Regions from separate parts of the Rattus norvegicus genome. Here region 2 is linked to region 1. The links are chromatin contacts, called in public Hi-C maps. All regions are on one chromosome and are shown on one strand. The core of a region is the stretch at or near the end of the contact, and the rest is flanking DNA. Distances in the headings are between cores, read along the strand shown. Region 1 overlaps Poc1b (POC1 centriolar protein B). Region 2 has its middle 97 kb from the start of Dusp6.

The links. Hi-C and Micro-C count contacts between places; a contact is called where the count stands out from the background.
Region 2: a contact with region 1 is called in a Hi-C map of liver, with 4 times the contacts expected there. The contact joins two enhancer-like sites. A contact is called at or near these places in 4 of 12 Hi-C or Micro-C datasets (hepatocytes, kidney and liver).

Annotation. Positions count from the first base shown.
Region 1 is chr7:35,873,817-35,881,580 of GRCr8, reverse strand. Poc1b (POC1 centriolar protein B) reads right to left here. Exons shown (of 12, transcript NM_001398583.1): 10 at 5,391-5,471. Among named protein-coding and RNA genes, the nearest start is that of Galnt4, 66 kb to the right of the region's middle. Within about 2 kb of position 5,015, at least 8 of the 93 cell types and tissues checked have an H3K27ac peak or open chromatin away from gene starts, as enhancers often do. A contact at or near this core is called in liver, where this site is marked.
Region 2 is chr7:36,072,342-36,080,105 of GRCr8, reverse strand. No RefSeq gene overlaps it. Among named protein-coding and RNA genes, the nearest start is that of Dusp6, 97 kb to the right of the region's middle. Within about 2 kb of position 4,140, at least 8 of the 93 cell types and tissues checked have an H3K27ac peak or open chromatin away from gene starts, as enhancers often do. A contact at or near this core is called in liver, where this site is marked.

The DNA.
Region 1 (7,764 bases), core at 3,766-6,265:
ACACCAAACACTCCTGTTGATGCTGCTTTAAAATCAGTTTCAAAGTGCACAAGGGAAGGGACAGTTTGGCGCTGAAAGCTTTAGCAGTTTCCACAATACATGCCAGTGCTTAAAACATTTATTTAGTTACATTATCTTCGTGGATGTTTTGTCTGCATGCAGAAGGGGATGTGGGTGCCCTGGAACTGGAGTTACAGATAGTTGTTAGCGGTCAATGTGGGTGCTGGGAATTGAACTTCGAGTACTTTGGAAGAGAAACCAGTGCTCCTAACACGCTCTCCAGCCTGCATGTGCATTTTAAGCGGTAAAAGTTATACATTTTAGTTTAGAGACACTTGAATTTGCAGACACTGTGTTCTTTCAAATAAGTCCTTCCGAAGCTTTGCTTACATAAGCAGTTAGAAACTGAAATAACTCTGAACTAGTTACACAATGTTGTCTAGTAACCAGGATGTACTGTTGCCACAACACCCGTGGAAATATTCTGTCTGCAAGTCTACTCTCCCTGTGTCCACAGATGTGTCAATACAATATTATTTTGTAGGTAGTATGTACCATATGGTCCATGAAAGTGGGCAACCGTTCTCTTCCCTCAAATAGGCTGATGTAAAAAATCTTCTGCAAAAGAGAAACCAAATGTGCTTTGCTGAGAAACTCAAATCTACATGGCATTTAGCAGGGCACTTCCCGAAGTCACAGAAAAAGGCAGAGAATTTCCTTCCCCTGATTCTAGAACCTAAGATAAGAAAACTACAATGATTTTTCTGCCCATGGCTCTTTGTCAAGATGAGGCTGAGCCAGAAGATATTTCCAGCTGCCCTGGGATTATTCAGGGCTACACCTTACTGTCCCCTGGGAGAGGAGATAGGGAATCCCGCAACTGACATCCAATCTGTCAGGAAATCCTCTTGGCTCTGCCTTCAAAATATCTTCAGAAGCTTGCCATCTCTGACCCCCTCCCTTGCTCCTGCCTAGTGTCAAGCCACCACTGTCTGAGGTTATTATTTCCTTAGTTTCCTAGTTCCTTGTCCCAGTGCCACACTTACTCAGATGGCACCTGCCATGCGACAGATGTCTGGACCACATTCCTGCAGCCTCGTGCCTTGCCCGAAGTGCTTTTCTTTACTTTGTAGTGTTTTGATCCACTGCCCTAAAAAGTCTATGTTTTTAATCTGAGACGTGCCTGTTTCTCTGAGCTTTTCTGCACAGGTTTTAATTTATTGCTTCTTTTTCTTTAAAGCTGAGAATGGGGAATGACACAGAGAAGTATGTATGTAAGCGGGTATCCTCAGTTAATATTTACTGAGAGACATGGATGGAGATGAGCACACATCTCTCCAGGGCTTGCTCAAATCTGCCACCTGTTGGTACGGCAATGTAAAGGACCTAAAGGTGCCACGCATGGGGGGGGGGGGGGGGGCTAAGGCAAGACATTCACAAGTTTAAGCTCCAAAGTCAGCTCAGGGAGGGAGGAACTAAGCAGGGACAGAGTGGGTGTAGGGCTGGGGGCTGGGGGGACAGGATGCAGGGAGCAGAGAGATCAGAAGTAGATTAGTGTGTGTTTTATTATCATGGTACACACTTTCAAAAAAAATTGAAGGAAGGACTATATTAAACCTTGCTTTCTTACTGAAATATTCCAGTTTACAAACAACAATAACAAATAGTATCCTCTGTCAGGCCAAGGGCTGATTTCTCTTGGACGAGTCTTCTCGTCTTCCCCAGGTGACTAACACTCACCTCAGGAACACGAGAACTCTCACGTTAACATGTTCCCTCGACAGTGGTCGTGCTTTCGCCTGCCCAGTGTGGGTGTGGCTGAGGCAACTCAGCGGAGCTCTCTGCCATGCTTCTGTGGACAGCCTGTCTTTATCTCGGCTAATGGGTTAGAGAACTGCACATTCTGAGATTTTTTTTCTATAATGTAACTAACTCTCAGTTTATTATAAACAGTTACTTTGATCTGAAATGCTGTCTCCAACTCTAAAGAAAGGCATATGTTGTATTTACACTATACGTCCTGGTCAGGAAAGAGATAAAGACACCATCCCAGTTCTTGGGAAAGGATTTGGTGTTTTGGCAATCCAAAGAACAACTGTGGAGTGCTGACCTCATTTTGTTCACCTACTTGTAGGACAAATAATAAACCTAACACATTAAAACGTAAGGCTAAATTGTGGGTGGTGGCCCAGACCTTTAATCTCAGCACTTGTGAGGCAGAAGCAGAGGGATCTCTGAGTTAGAGGCCAGCCTGGTCTACAGAGGGAGTTCCAGGACTGCCTGGGGCTATACAGAAGAACCCAGCCTCAAAAAACAAAACAAAAACAAACAAAAATCCACAAACAACAACAACAACAACAACCTCAGACCCTGACAACAAACCTTAAGACTATAATTTACCTGAAGGTAACAGGTCTCTCTCTCTCTCTCTCTCTCTCTCTCTCTCTCTCTCTCTCTCTCTCTCTCTGCCTGTGTCTGTCGTCTGTCTGTCTGTCTGTCTGTCTGTCTGTCTGTAGGTAGCATATGTAGGTAAACATGGAAACCAGAGGTCAAATTCAGGTGCCATTCTTGGAAGTCATTCACTTTGTCTTTTGAGATTAGGTCTCTACCTGGCCTGGACCTTGCCAACTAGGCTAGACCGTCTGGTCACTGAGCCCCGATACCCTCATATCCAGGCTCTCCTCAGCTCTAGGATTACTGGCTCTCCCCACTACACCCAGCTTTATACACGGTTTTTGAGAATTCAGATCCCCCTGCTTCCATGGCACGTACTTTACAGACAGAGCTATCTCTTTAGTTCTCCAGTCTTATTCCTATTTGAGGAGAGTGGCAAAGTGACTCTGGAACACCCTACCTGTGCAGCCACATCGTAGATGGTAGATGCTAAATGGCTATGAATAATCTCCTCCCAGGTTAGCGATGGAGCTCAGGGTTTCAAGCATGCTAGCAAAACCTCAACTGCTGGGCTATTCCTACCCATCTCTGACTCAAAATTTGATGGCAGACCCATGGCCCATTTCTGTGAAAATATTAAGACTCAACCAGAACCCTAAAGAAAAAATTCTTTAAAAAGCCAAAAAATTATATAGGTGACTTGAATGAATCAAAATAAAATTAAGGTATTTGAGAAGATAAACAGTTTAAAACCATGTCTATATGGTATATGGTATATGGTATATAGTATATGGTAGCCAATACTAACCTTTTGCAGAGAAACACCTGGGGGGTGGGAGCAACTGTGCTTTAAAAATACAGATTGGTAACAACTGATTTTGATGGGCAAATATTATATCAAAATTTCTGTCAGGCATCAGAGACAGAAGTGCAAGCCACAAAGATGCCACCGTTACACTGCATGCCTAACTTCCTCTCCACAGGGAGACACGAGAGGGCCGCTAAGACTCACTTTAGTGTAGCTTCTGTGTGCTGGGCAAACTGCTATAGACACACGTTCCCAGCCCTTTGTCTCTCCAAGTCTTTACTATATAGTTCAGATAGCCTCAAACGCAAAACCTCCTGCCCCTGACTTCTGAATTCTAAATTAGAATGTGCCATGGTGCTTGGCATGGCTACTTTTAAAATCATCCCTTAGAATCTTTCTTGTAAAGTGAAGTCACTGATATTCGACTGGCTCTGTTTCAAAAAGGCATTTTCACATTTCTCAGGCCAGTGCTCCCTTCTTGTGGACAACTGACTGTTTTATGGAGTGCTCCCCTCTTGTGGATGACACTCCTACATCAAAGTCCCACGCATACCACATAAACTAGCTGACTCTGGTTCCCCTGGGTTATCTTCAAGGGATAAGTACCCTTTTGTTCTAGCTGGTGACAAGCCCACCTTCATAGCAAACTCTTGAGAACACTTAGAGTCTTCAAGTCGGGAAGTTTTTGTGTGTTTGCTTGTTTGTTTATTTTTTTGCTTTTTGAATACACTGTAGCTATTTTCAAACACACCAGAAGAGGGCATCAATCCCATTACAGAGTGTTGTGAGCCACCAGGTGGTTGCTAGGAATTGAACTCATGACGTTTAGAAGAGCAGTCAGTGCTCTTAACTGATGAGCTATCTCTCCAGCCCCAAGTCATGAGTCTTTGCAAAGCTTAAAGGGTACTTGGCAGGGAGAGTATGTCTCAAAAAGTAGAACAAAAACCCTGAGATAGTTTCTAGGTCAGGAGCACTAAATTTTAGCCTGCTAGTTAGGTCACAAGCTGCCTATCTCCAGGATACAAAGTCAGCTCACTGGAATATATAAGGTCAATGTCATGGGCTGTGTCAAATTCATTGAAGACTAACTACGGCAAAGCTCTGTGCCAAGTTTCAGATAGCTGGTTAACGTTTAGTTAAATTCCACTGCACAAGTCGCTCCTTCGTGCGGAAATGCTGCTGGGTTATAGATGTGAGCACAGTAAGCACAGATCAGCTCCACCAGACTCACGCCTTCCCTTTCACAGTGAGCGCCTGCTTGCTGCTGTGTGGCTCTTGTCACTGCATCTTCTCAGAGAAGAACATTAACTAACGATGAAAGGACACTTCATAACTGGAGAACTGGAGCACTTCCTCAGTGCAGGCAGAACTCCTTTGCACCAGATACTCTTCTTGGCATCTGCTAGAGTCGATATGTCAGGCTGTGTTTCTTTAAAGTTTTACCCACAATACTGAACTAAATGGACAGCTTAGCAGCAATGCTGTCAAAGGCAGCGCTGTTCTTCCTGCTCTTCGAGCAGGGCTTGCACTAATCATCAGGTTACTGTGATTGGTGTAGAAGAGAGGGCAACTCAGAAGGTAAAAGGCTCAAGTTGTTTCTGAAGCCTTCAGATGCTCAAACTATAAAACACACAGATAACTTTTATAAACATAAATCTAAGTATTAGGGATACTTCATTTCTGGACAACCCATTGGGAATAACAAAACAGAGCGGAGGAATTGCCATCTTCGAGCAGTGGAGCAGAGCCTGCTCTGTGACAGCAGTGTAGGGGCCCAGGGCAGGGAGCAGGGCACAGCGAGCAGAGGACAGGGGCCAGCGGGTGGAGGCCAGGGGGAGCAGGCAACAGGGTAGGCAGGAAGTAGGGGGCAGGGAACAGGGAGAAGACAGCAGGGAGCAAGTGGGGGGCGAGAGGGGCAGAGGGAGGAAGGCAGGAGGCAGGGGACAGGGTAGCAGGGTAGCAAGGAATTAAGTAGGGAGGGTGAATTAGACGGAGTTTAATGTCTTCAAAGGTAAAACTGTTCTGGAAATGGTTGCTGCTCCCCCTGGTGGTTTTTTAGAAACTTAGAAATGACTTTGCTGTGCTGAAATGTTAGGTTGCCAGAGTTCACATTTTATTCCTGACTCTTACAGGAAATAGACTGTGATAAATGGTTTAACAATGCTTAAGTTAAAGAAAAATGACTTACTGTGGTTGAATCAAAAGAAAGGACATCCACAACTGGGGGAGAAGAACTGTGCAAGTCCATTACCTCAAGTTTTGGATTGATCTGTGTGCACACGTAAAACAAGTTAATGTGATATCTTTTCTCATAAGGGACCGATACTAAAGAACCACAGAGTATTTATAATATATTCTAAAAATAATGCATGTACTCATTGATAAAGACACAAATATTGGCAAAATATGAATTCACTAACCCTACCAACATTTATGATATTGACAATGTTGAACTTAGGCAAGAAATGGTCATTTTCATATTTTAAAAGCAATGTAATTCACCTACAGAGGAATATTAAAATAGAAAGACCCACCTCAAGAAATGCAGAAAATATCCTAGCCAGTACATTAAAACAAGAAGAAATAGAATGTTAAGATGTAAGAACCAGAGAGGAAATTATAAACTTTCATTTAAAAAACGCAGTGATTACCAATGGAGAACTAAGCAGAATCTACTTCTGAGTCCCCAGCCCCACTAAGAGAACCAAAGGACACTGTTAACCCCACTCAACGCACAAACCCAAATGGATTTCAACATGAACTTAAAATACAGATAGTATTAGAAGGGCATGTGTAATACTATAAAACTGAAGAAAATCCGCCAGGAATGCATGTGAAATTTTAAGACATCATTGACATGAAAGTTTCAGGTAAACAAAGCTATACTGTGGATGGCTTGGAAGCAGGCCAAATAGTAAGAAGAAACCAATAGTAAGATTCAATGGCATCAGTCTACAGCACGGATGATGGACCGTTTTAAAAACTGGCAAGGAACACAGATCCCAGCTAGGAGGGGATGGCAGGAGGTGAGCGGAACCCAAATGTGATGAACAACCAGTAAGACCAGCAAGAGTAAACAACTACAGTCATTGTTCAACCAGAGGTGGAGAAGAGCATCTGAAAAACCAGAAAAGCAGAAGCTGCCAGCGAGGGGAAAGGCACTTGTGATCACAGCTGCTGTGGGAGAGTTGTGCCGCCATGAGGATCATTACGATGTTGAATACAGGAACGGGCGGATATCTAAAATCTATACACAAGCTTATCCACGGAAATGTAGAAAACAGAAATTCCATGAAAACATCTACAGACGTGAGACCCTAATGGCTAATGGGCTTGCCTTCATAAACTCATTATCCGAGGGAAAAGTGGAAACGGTAAGAAACACCATTGCAAACACCAGAGTGCTCCTCCATATTGTCAGCAGTGCGCATAGCACTTTGTAACCAACGCTAAGCTATACTGTAGAGACTGGCTGTGAGGTAAAGTCACTGAGACACCACACGGCAGTGAAGTCGAGGAGAACACAGCTCTGCACACTATATAAGTAGGTCAGGTCACGTTATACATACATCTCAGGGTTTTTTTTTTATATGAAATAAAAAGGCAAGTTACAGTAAAACATACTCAATACAACTCCATTTACCTCAAAGTTTCTGACCGTTCAAAGCTAAACAGTATTTAATTAAAGATTTGAAAATACCTGTGTAGTAAAATTACAGAGAAAGAAGAATGATTTCCTGGATCGATGACTACCTCCGAGGGAAGTCATTTTTAAATTCAAAGGTTGCAGGGCAAACCAAAAAAAAAAAAAAAAAAAAAAAAAAAAAAAAAAAAAAAAAAAAAAAAGCAGTCATCTTTAGTTCAAAGACGAGAGCCAAAGAGCACCCAGACTGCAGGACCAACCGGACAGCACTTGGTACACTCAGGGCCAGAAAGGAACTCTAGCTGATGGCCCAGCCACAAGGACTTTAGAAAGGAAACACAGCTTAACACGGCTTCTCCACACCAAAATAAAAACAAAATACACTTCAGAAAGCAAGTCATAGACACAGGGTGCAATAAAGACCCCACCCCCACCCCCACCAGCCGAGCACAGCCATAGTGCAAATGAACAAATGTCCAGGGACAGGAAAAGAGACAGAAACAGATTGGAGTTGACAAAGGCCAGATTACAAAGAAATTTGGGGGAACCGTGAGGCTGGAGTTTAAGTGCTTTAGAGAGACCCACTGGGGAGAGCCACTGGACACTGCTTTCCCTGTGGGCTGAGCTCCCAGCAAGAAGAGTGATCGACTGAGGGATTGAAGGCACTCGGTCTGGAGGACAGAGCTGTACCTTGGGTTAGATTTATGTATGTGTATGTGTGAGGACGTGCACACTTACACACGTGATTGCACCATGGCACATGTGTGGAGGCTGGAGGACAATCTGTGAGATTTGGATCTTTCTTTCCACCGAGTGGATCCGGGATTGGAATCAGGTTGGCAGGCAGCGCTGCAGAAACCTTTACCTGCGGAGGTCGCTTGCTGGCCTGGTTGAGGACCGACCTCACCATGGCTATGCA
Region 2 (7,764 bases), core at 2,891-5,390, 200 kb before region 1:
GAAGACTGCATACGCCAAATGAGGTACACATGTTACCAATTATTCCCATTAAGATTGTAATGAAATTGTGTTCTGCTTTGGTTTTTCCTTCTTTTCTGGCTCCAAGAACTTACATAAATTAAACTAGTGGGGGCGGGAGTGGGGGGATGCTAGGCGTAAGTTTTTCTTTCCAAAGGGTGAAAGAACTTCTTGCATCCAAACTCCTGCTGCTGTAGCAATGGCTTCTACTCCCGACCTCAGCAGTTAATCTGCAGTGGAACTGATCCAAATGCCAATGAGGCTCTCAAGAGATTCAGGTGGGCCTTTGTGAGGTAGCCTGGGCTCACTCCTCTTTTCTTCACTGAGTAATAATGGACAACCCCCCCCCCCCCAGTTTTTCGCTTGGAAACAAAGGGTACTTGATTTCTTTGCTGTGATTTGCTAGGTTTCTGGCTGGTGGTCTTTAAAGACTACATCGTTGGTACAATGAAAGGAGAAAGAAGAGAACTGTCACAGACTTCTTTAAGCCATTGATTCTCAACCTGTGGGTAGAGACCCCCATAGGGAGGCAAGTCAAAAGATGGCTTCTTTTTTCTTTCTATCTTTCTTTTTTTTTCTTCAATTTTCTCGTCTCTTGCGTACTATATCCTTACCCAGTTTTCCCTCCCTCCACTCTTCCCAGTTCTCCCCCTACCTCCCTCCCTTTCTCTCAGATCCCCTCCTCAGGTTTGCCTCAGAAAAGGGCAGGCCTCGCAGAGATATGGATCAAACACTCCATAACAAGATGGAATAAGACTAGGCCCAAGCCATATGTGTGTGTGTGTGTGTGTGTGTGTGTGTGTGTGTGTGTGTATCAACGTTGGACTAGACAACCCAGTAGGAGGAAAAGGGTCCCAAGAGCAGGCAAAAGAGTCAAAGACTGTTAGGAGTCCCACAAAAATACCAAACTACAAAACCATAACATATATGTAGAGGACCTAGCACAGATCCATGCAGGCTCTGTGAATGCCACTTCAGTCTCTGTGAGTCCCTTTGAGCCCTGCTTAGTTGATTCTATGGCTGTGTTCCTCTGGTGTCCTAGACTCCCCCTGGTTTCTATAATTCTTTCTTCCTCTTTTCAGCAGGAGTCCCCAGGCTCATGGGAGTCACCTAAGACCATCTATATGTCAGTTACATTATAAATCATAACGGTGGCAAAATTAGAGTTGTGAAGTAATAACATGCATAATTTTATGGCCGGGGGTCCCCACAAAGGAGGAACCATTTTAAAGGGTCTCAGCATTGGGAAGATTGAGAACCACTGCTTTAAGCTAAAGGATCTGCCACTTCTGTCTGCTCTTGGAGCCAGTCTTATTAGCCATCCTCCAGAATTCCACTTAACACTTGAATTTCCTGGATCTGACAGCTTTAAATTTTATATTTAGATGTGGGTTTAAATATACACATCTAGACGTGCATCTGTTTAAATATAGGCTATTTTTAAATTTTTACACGGCACCAAGCTTTTGATATAAATTGGTCAGAATCCAAAACGGACTACAAGGGGAGTAAGATCTTGAATGTGTCTCGATGACACTAATCATTAACATATTTGATAATTTCCTTCTGAAGTGAAAGAACTTCAGAAATGCACATGTATCTGGAAATCATAAGCTCTATTCTTGCGAATGTCTCCACTCCCTCCAGACACCACGAGGACAGCAATGCTCTTTAAGCAGTGTGTCCGCTTGGCTTTAACAGCCTAAAAGAAAAGCCGAGAACCTGTTGAACCTTGCTCACAGAACATGGAAATACTCACATAGGCAGCTGACTTGAAATTCAATAACTTCTACAACTCATCTGTATCAAGAGCACTGTTGAGTTTGAGACTATGAGCCTAAATGTTTTCTCCTGAGAGCCAGACCTAAAATATATTATTAGGGTTTGTGACACTTGAGGTCACTGGTTGCAACCCTGCCTGTGTGGTGAAAGTAGCCTTGGGCAATAAGTAAGCAAATGAGACTGGCTGTGTTTCAATAAAACAAACTAGGAGTCCAGATTTAGCCTAAGGGGTCATAGTTTGCCCACCCCAACCCCCATCGCCCTAAAACTGCCTATTCCTTTTGATCTTCTATTTCACCATCCCAGGAAATGCTTTGATGGGAAGCGACACAAGTTTAGGATTGAATGAAATGATCTGGAAGCATTTGAAGAACTTGATAAAAACATTGATTTGCGTGCCCTTTACCCCGAAGCTTAATTTCGTCCATCGTAGTTTCCAGGAATGTGATTTATTTTCCTCTAAATTTTCCCCCTGATGGATTTTAATTCAAAGATTCGTGATTTCCTCTTGTAGATAATGAGGCCAATTTCTCCAATAATTTTATAACATCTAGTTATATCTGCTATCTAAATCAGAGTCATAGTGCTAGCTGCTGAGATACTGAACCCTAAATCTCAGTGGCTCAACTCAGTCAGAACTGTGTTTCTGTTTCACATGACTCACCCTCCTGTATTTTATACCTACAACTTCGAGACTCTTGAACAGCAAATGGGGGTGGCATACCCTCTCTTGTTGCCTCTCCTTGCAAAAGAGTAATATGAGGTACTTCTGCAAGGCTTTCATTGGCTGAATAAAATGTGTGAATGTTTCCAACCTAATTGCAAGGGAGACTAGGAAAAGAGAAGGCAAGTGATCTGACATATTTGTCAATCAAGACCATGGCTCTCCCTGAGACTCCACAACAAAGCAGATGCCCAAACTGTTTTGGTCATCAGTTAAAGTCAACACTATGTGGAAATAGCTTAATGTCCAAAATTATTACTTACACCTTGCTTTTTGGAAAGGTTAGATCCTTTGAATTCTAAAATGTAACAGATTTTCCAAGTTAAATTAGATCTTTTTTGAAAATTAATCAGAAATTATCAGTTTGGTGTGGTGGTACACTCCCCTTTAATCCCAGTACTCAGGGGGCAGAGGCATGCAGATCTCTGAGTTCCAGGCTAGCCTGGTCTACAAAGCAAGTTCCAGGACAACCAAGACTATTACACAGAGAAACTCTGTCTTATGGGAAAAAAATTAACCAGAGAGTTATTGCGTAAGGGCTGTTGTGATCTTTGGTTTCCAAATTAGATACACACAGATAGGCGTCATGGCAGAAGAAAACAGGGCTGGGTAGATTCACAAATTGTCTTCATGATTACAGTTGCCAAGGTTGAATGTTAGTTTGTTTATGAAATATTGTGTGTCACCATGACGTGCCACTTTAGAAGGGCAATCAGAAACATAGAAGTTACTAGTTCTAACTTAGTATAATAAAAATCCACTCCTGAATCTCAGAGGAAAGGATAAGCAGATGAATGTAAGGTGTCTTCTTGAATAGTTAGAGACATGGACAGCATTTCAAATATTATGACAGTGAAAATTTTAAAAAGAAGGGAATAGAAACATTTCTGTTGTGGTATTATAGATTTTAAAGTACATATGAGAGAATACACACATACATAGCAGGGAAGAAAAAATTTAAAATGATACATTACTTACTTTAAAATAACTGAGAGATAGGATTTAGATGTATTTACTACAAATGATAGACATTTAAGGTGGTAGATATATGAATAGCCTGAGTTCAAATTCCTCTATATATACACATGTAAAACACCATACTTTATCATGTATATCTATAGATCTTATATCAATAAAAAAATACTAAGAAGAGGTTTCTACTAAAGCAGAACAGATATTAGGTAGATATTGAGAGAGGTCCTAAATATTTAGGGAGCATGTCTTATATGGAAACTAGATACCATATAAAACTATTGATTTACAAAGACTTAGGTTCTGGCAGGCACAAAAAGAGGTACTTACAAAGTCTATAATTTTATTTAGTATTGAAAGGAATGATCTAGAAGGGTAACCTATGCTCTATAATTGTCCATATACATTATGATTTTTCAAAGTAAAAATGTAAAAATAAAAAGGAAATGCCGGTTGACATAGAGTGCTGTCCTTCCATGAGTAGGCCTTGTTTATGACGAGCTATGACCGGAAGCGTTGCACAAGAGTGCATCTCTGATAGACGTGTGCGTGGGTTCCATGTCAAGTTGCTGTTTAAACCCTGCCTCTCAACCTTTCATCTCAGGGCCTGTATCCAACCCCTTTATTTGTTAGCCTGATAGAACTCTCAGCCTACAGCTTACCTTTCTGGGTACTGAGCCACTAAACACTTGCTCAGCTACTATGCTACTATTCAGCTGTTTCACCATCTCACGGGAGGGATCTGACTTATAGACAACTATAGTTGTGACAAAGCTGACCATTTAATGTCAGCCTCACTATCGTAATGCTGAGACTTCTTCAGAACTCTGCAAAGCCACAAAACCTAACCATCAAATAAACCACATTTTTAATATGAAGGAATTATTTCTGATCCATTTGCCAAGGAGCTATATCACAAATAACTCTTGCACTGCTATAGTACTATATATAATATAAATATATACTATAGTATATATTTAATAAGTCCTTGGCATTTCCAGTGCCTTTAAAGAAAACATAAGGATATTTCCAGAGTATTAGTTCAGAAGACTTTTATTTTATTTTATCTTTTACTGTTGGGGATGGTGAGGATGTTGATTATAGTGATGATAATGTTCCTTAATTATATATAGATAGTCATTTTACCCCACCCAGAAAATACTTTCTTTAATAACGGTGACATTTTGAAAAAAAAAGGGAATTTTGTTAGACTATTTTTATGTCTATAGACTTTGTATTTCACAGTGACAGAAAGCTTTTGTGTAAGGTTGATTTCCAAAAGAAAATAGGTCAATACTTTACCCTATATAAGTCATTGAAAATGTTAGCAATGATCTAAAAGAAGTTCATCAAATTGCTGTTTTTGAATAGTTTATGTGCATATGAAAAGAAAGCAGACATATCAAAGAGCCCGCTTCAAGCATCTCATTATTAGGTGGTTTAGTGCTATTATATTCGTCGATTAAGGCATATTACAAACAACTGACCTTTCACCCAATCATTAGCAAAGCACTGGGTGAGATTTTACTACATCGGGGCCTCTAGGTTCACAGGTCACAAACACTGAGAATGGAAGTGATCTGACCTTGAGGGAATCATAAAAAAATTTTTTTTAATTTTTAAATAAAAAAAAAAGGCTTTGTTAAATGGATGCCCAGAAAAAGGAAAGAAAATTGAGACAAGTCTTTCCCAGGGTCTCTTCCTACACCCTCTGTTTCTAGCTGCACAGAAATGGCAAAGGCTGCTCATCCTTGTGTTCTTGGAAGAACTGGGAAGACATTTGAATGATAGACATTCCCAAGGGATGCATGGGTTGTTGGCTTTGAAATGGCATAATCACTCCTCCCGAGAACTGAATGACAACTTTTTGTTCATCTGTTGAACTTTAGTTACCATAAAAATAACCTGTTTCCACATGTCCTTAACTCATGCTTGTTGACAGTAGCAGATGACTCATTGAGAAATGAATTTCGGCAGCTTCCGGATTGCCTGGTGGATTTTTATGACTGCCTTTTTACAGGGTCAAGGATCAGCCATGTGTAACCCGTTGGGGCCATTACTGGGTTTAAACTCTGTGGCAATTGCACTTGCTACATCAGTCATTTAATTGGTTCAAGAAAAATGCCAAGGAGACGAAAGTCAACAACTACATTCTCAGTGTGCCTCATCCCTAGCAGTAAAAACAAATGAGGAGGGGCTGGCAAGGGAGGGCACGCAGATAGATGGGCGGTAGAAAGCATTACCAGTGTTATTGCACAGTCCTCAGAACACAAGGGACCTTCCCTTTCATAGCCACTTCTCAAAGCCTGCCTGTGCACTTAAATAAAAAGCTGGAAAATAGAATTATTTGCATCATAACATTGCAGAAGCCAAGTGTGTTACTTTCCTGGGAAAAGAAAAACAGGCCGGAAATCACGTGAGCAGTTCTCAGATGTCAAAGGAGAGAATCTACTTCTTCAGATACCTAACCTAACAAGCCTTTCCTTGCACTGTTCTCCATCGGACACCTGAAATGGGTCTTCAAAAGATCTTTTATGATGGAGACACTAAATTTCTAGTTGTATTTCCCTCCATTCTTGAGCATTCTTGTGTAAACATACTAGCATAACATCTTTTTCCCTTCACTAAAACAAACAAACAAAAAATTATCATACAGCAGAGCATCAAGACATATAAATAATGCCTGAGCCGAAATAGAAATCATTTTTAGACTGGGCTTACAAAGGATACCCATTTAATTTCATTTTATGTTTTAAAGTTGCTCCCATGGTGATTACATTTTGATTTTTTTTTTTTATAATCTTATGCTCCTATTTTGAGAACGATTATGGGTTCTCTCTAAGGAAAAAAAAAGGAGGGTTTAAGTTTAAGATTACCCTTGAGGTAAAAAGGAAAAGCAACAAGATCAAAGGCAAAATCAGTCCTGAGGGTTTCAGCGTCTCTGAAAAAATTTGTTCTCTTCCCCAAACATCAGGTAGAATAAATCTACAGAACAGCTCTTTACTTAGCTTGATGCAATCAAAACAGTGCGAGCCATCACGGATGAGTAGAATGCTCTGTTCAAACACAGGCTCAAAGGATTCCTTTTTAAAAGGTCCTTAGAACTTCTGTAAGTAAATTTTCACCTTTTCATTTAAAGAAAGCAAGAAGTTAAAGCTAGTGTTAAGACAATTGTCTACCAAGTCACTCTCCTGGTGGAAAAAATTTTTACATTATTTTTATTTCTTTTTTTTTTTTTCCTGGAGCTGGGGACCGAACCTAGGGCCTAGCGCTCTACCACTGAGCTAAATCCCCAACCCCATTTTTATTTCTTTATTCTAGAATTATGCATGTGCTGATCAACAACCTTCCCAACACTGAAAAGATGGACAGAAGGGAGTGTTCTCTTCCAGATAATTACAACACATATGAAACCAAAAGGGGGGTGGACCATATGATCAGGAGGGCTTTAGGTATCTATAGAATTTAAGACGGTCCCGATTAAATATATTACTGAGTCACTTATTGGGCAGCGGAAGAAAGACAGCCTTGTGAAAAGATATGGTTCCTTTGGCTTTATATTGTTAAGAATCACAAAAATGCAAATGAAGCTACACAATGAAAGATTATCCAGACTGCTGAGCTGAACTTACCAAGAAATATATAAGGCAGGCATGGTGGCACATGCCTTTAATCCCAACACCTAGGAGGCAGAAGCAGAAGGATTTCTGTGAGTTCCAGGCCAGCCAGAGCTACATAGTGAGGCCCTGTGTCCAAACAAACACAAGCAAACAAACAAAACTAAGACAAACAAACAAAAAAAGTGTGACTGCTGGCAAAGATACATAGAGGTTGACCAGTTGTCCAGTTAGTTACTGTGTTCTTCCTTCAACATTATAATTTCTCTCAAAAGAAAAGAAAATTGACTTTTAGTTAGACATTAGTATATGCTATGACAGAGATTCTCCCAACTACAAGCAGCACTTTCAAAACTTAGCACAAGCCTACCATGTATAATTCTCCCCCATTTTTTTTTTTTTTGTTTTGCTTTTGGTTTTTGGTTGGTTGGTTGGTTTTTCAAGATAGGGTTTCTCTGTCTTATGGCCTGTGCCTCCCAGGTAGGATTAAAGGTGTGTCTTACTACACCTGGAGAATTCTCCTAGAGAGGAAAAGGGAAACAAGCAAACATGAATCATTTATGATGGTTCTCATGCAACATGTAAACATGGGCTAGTTGTTTAAGGAAAACCAAAGCTAGGAAACTTTAAAATACTGTATTCATTTAAAAC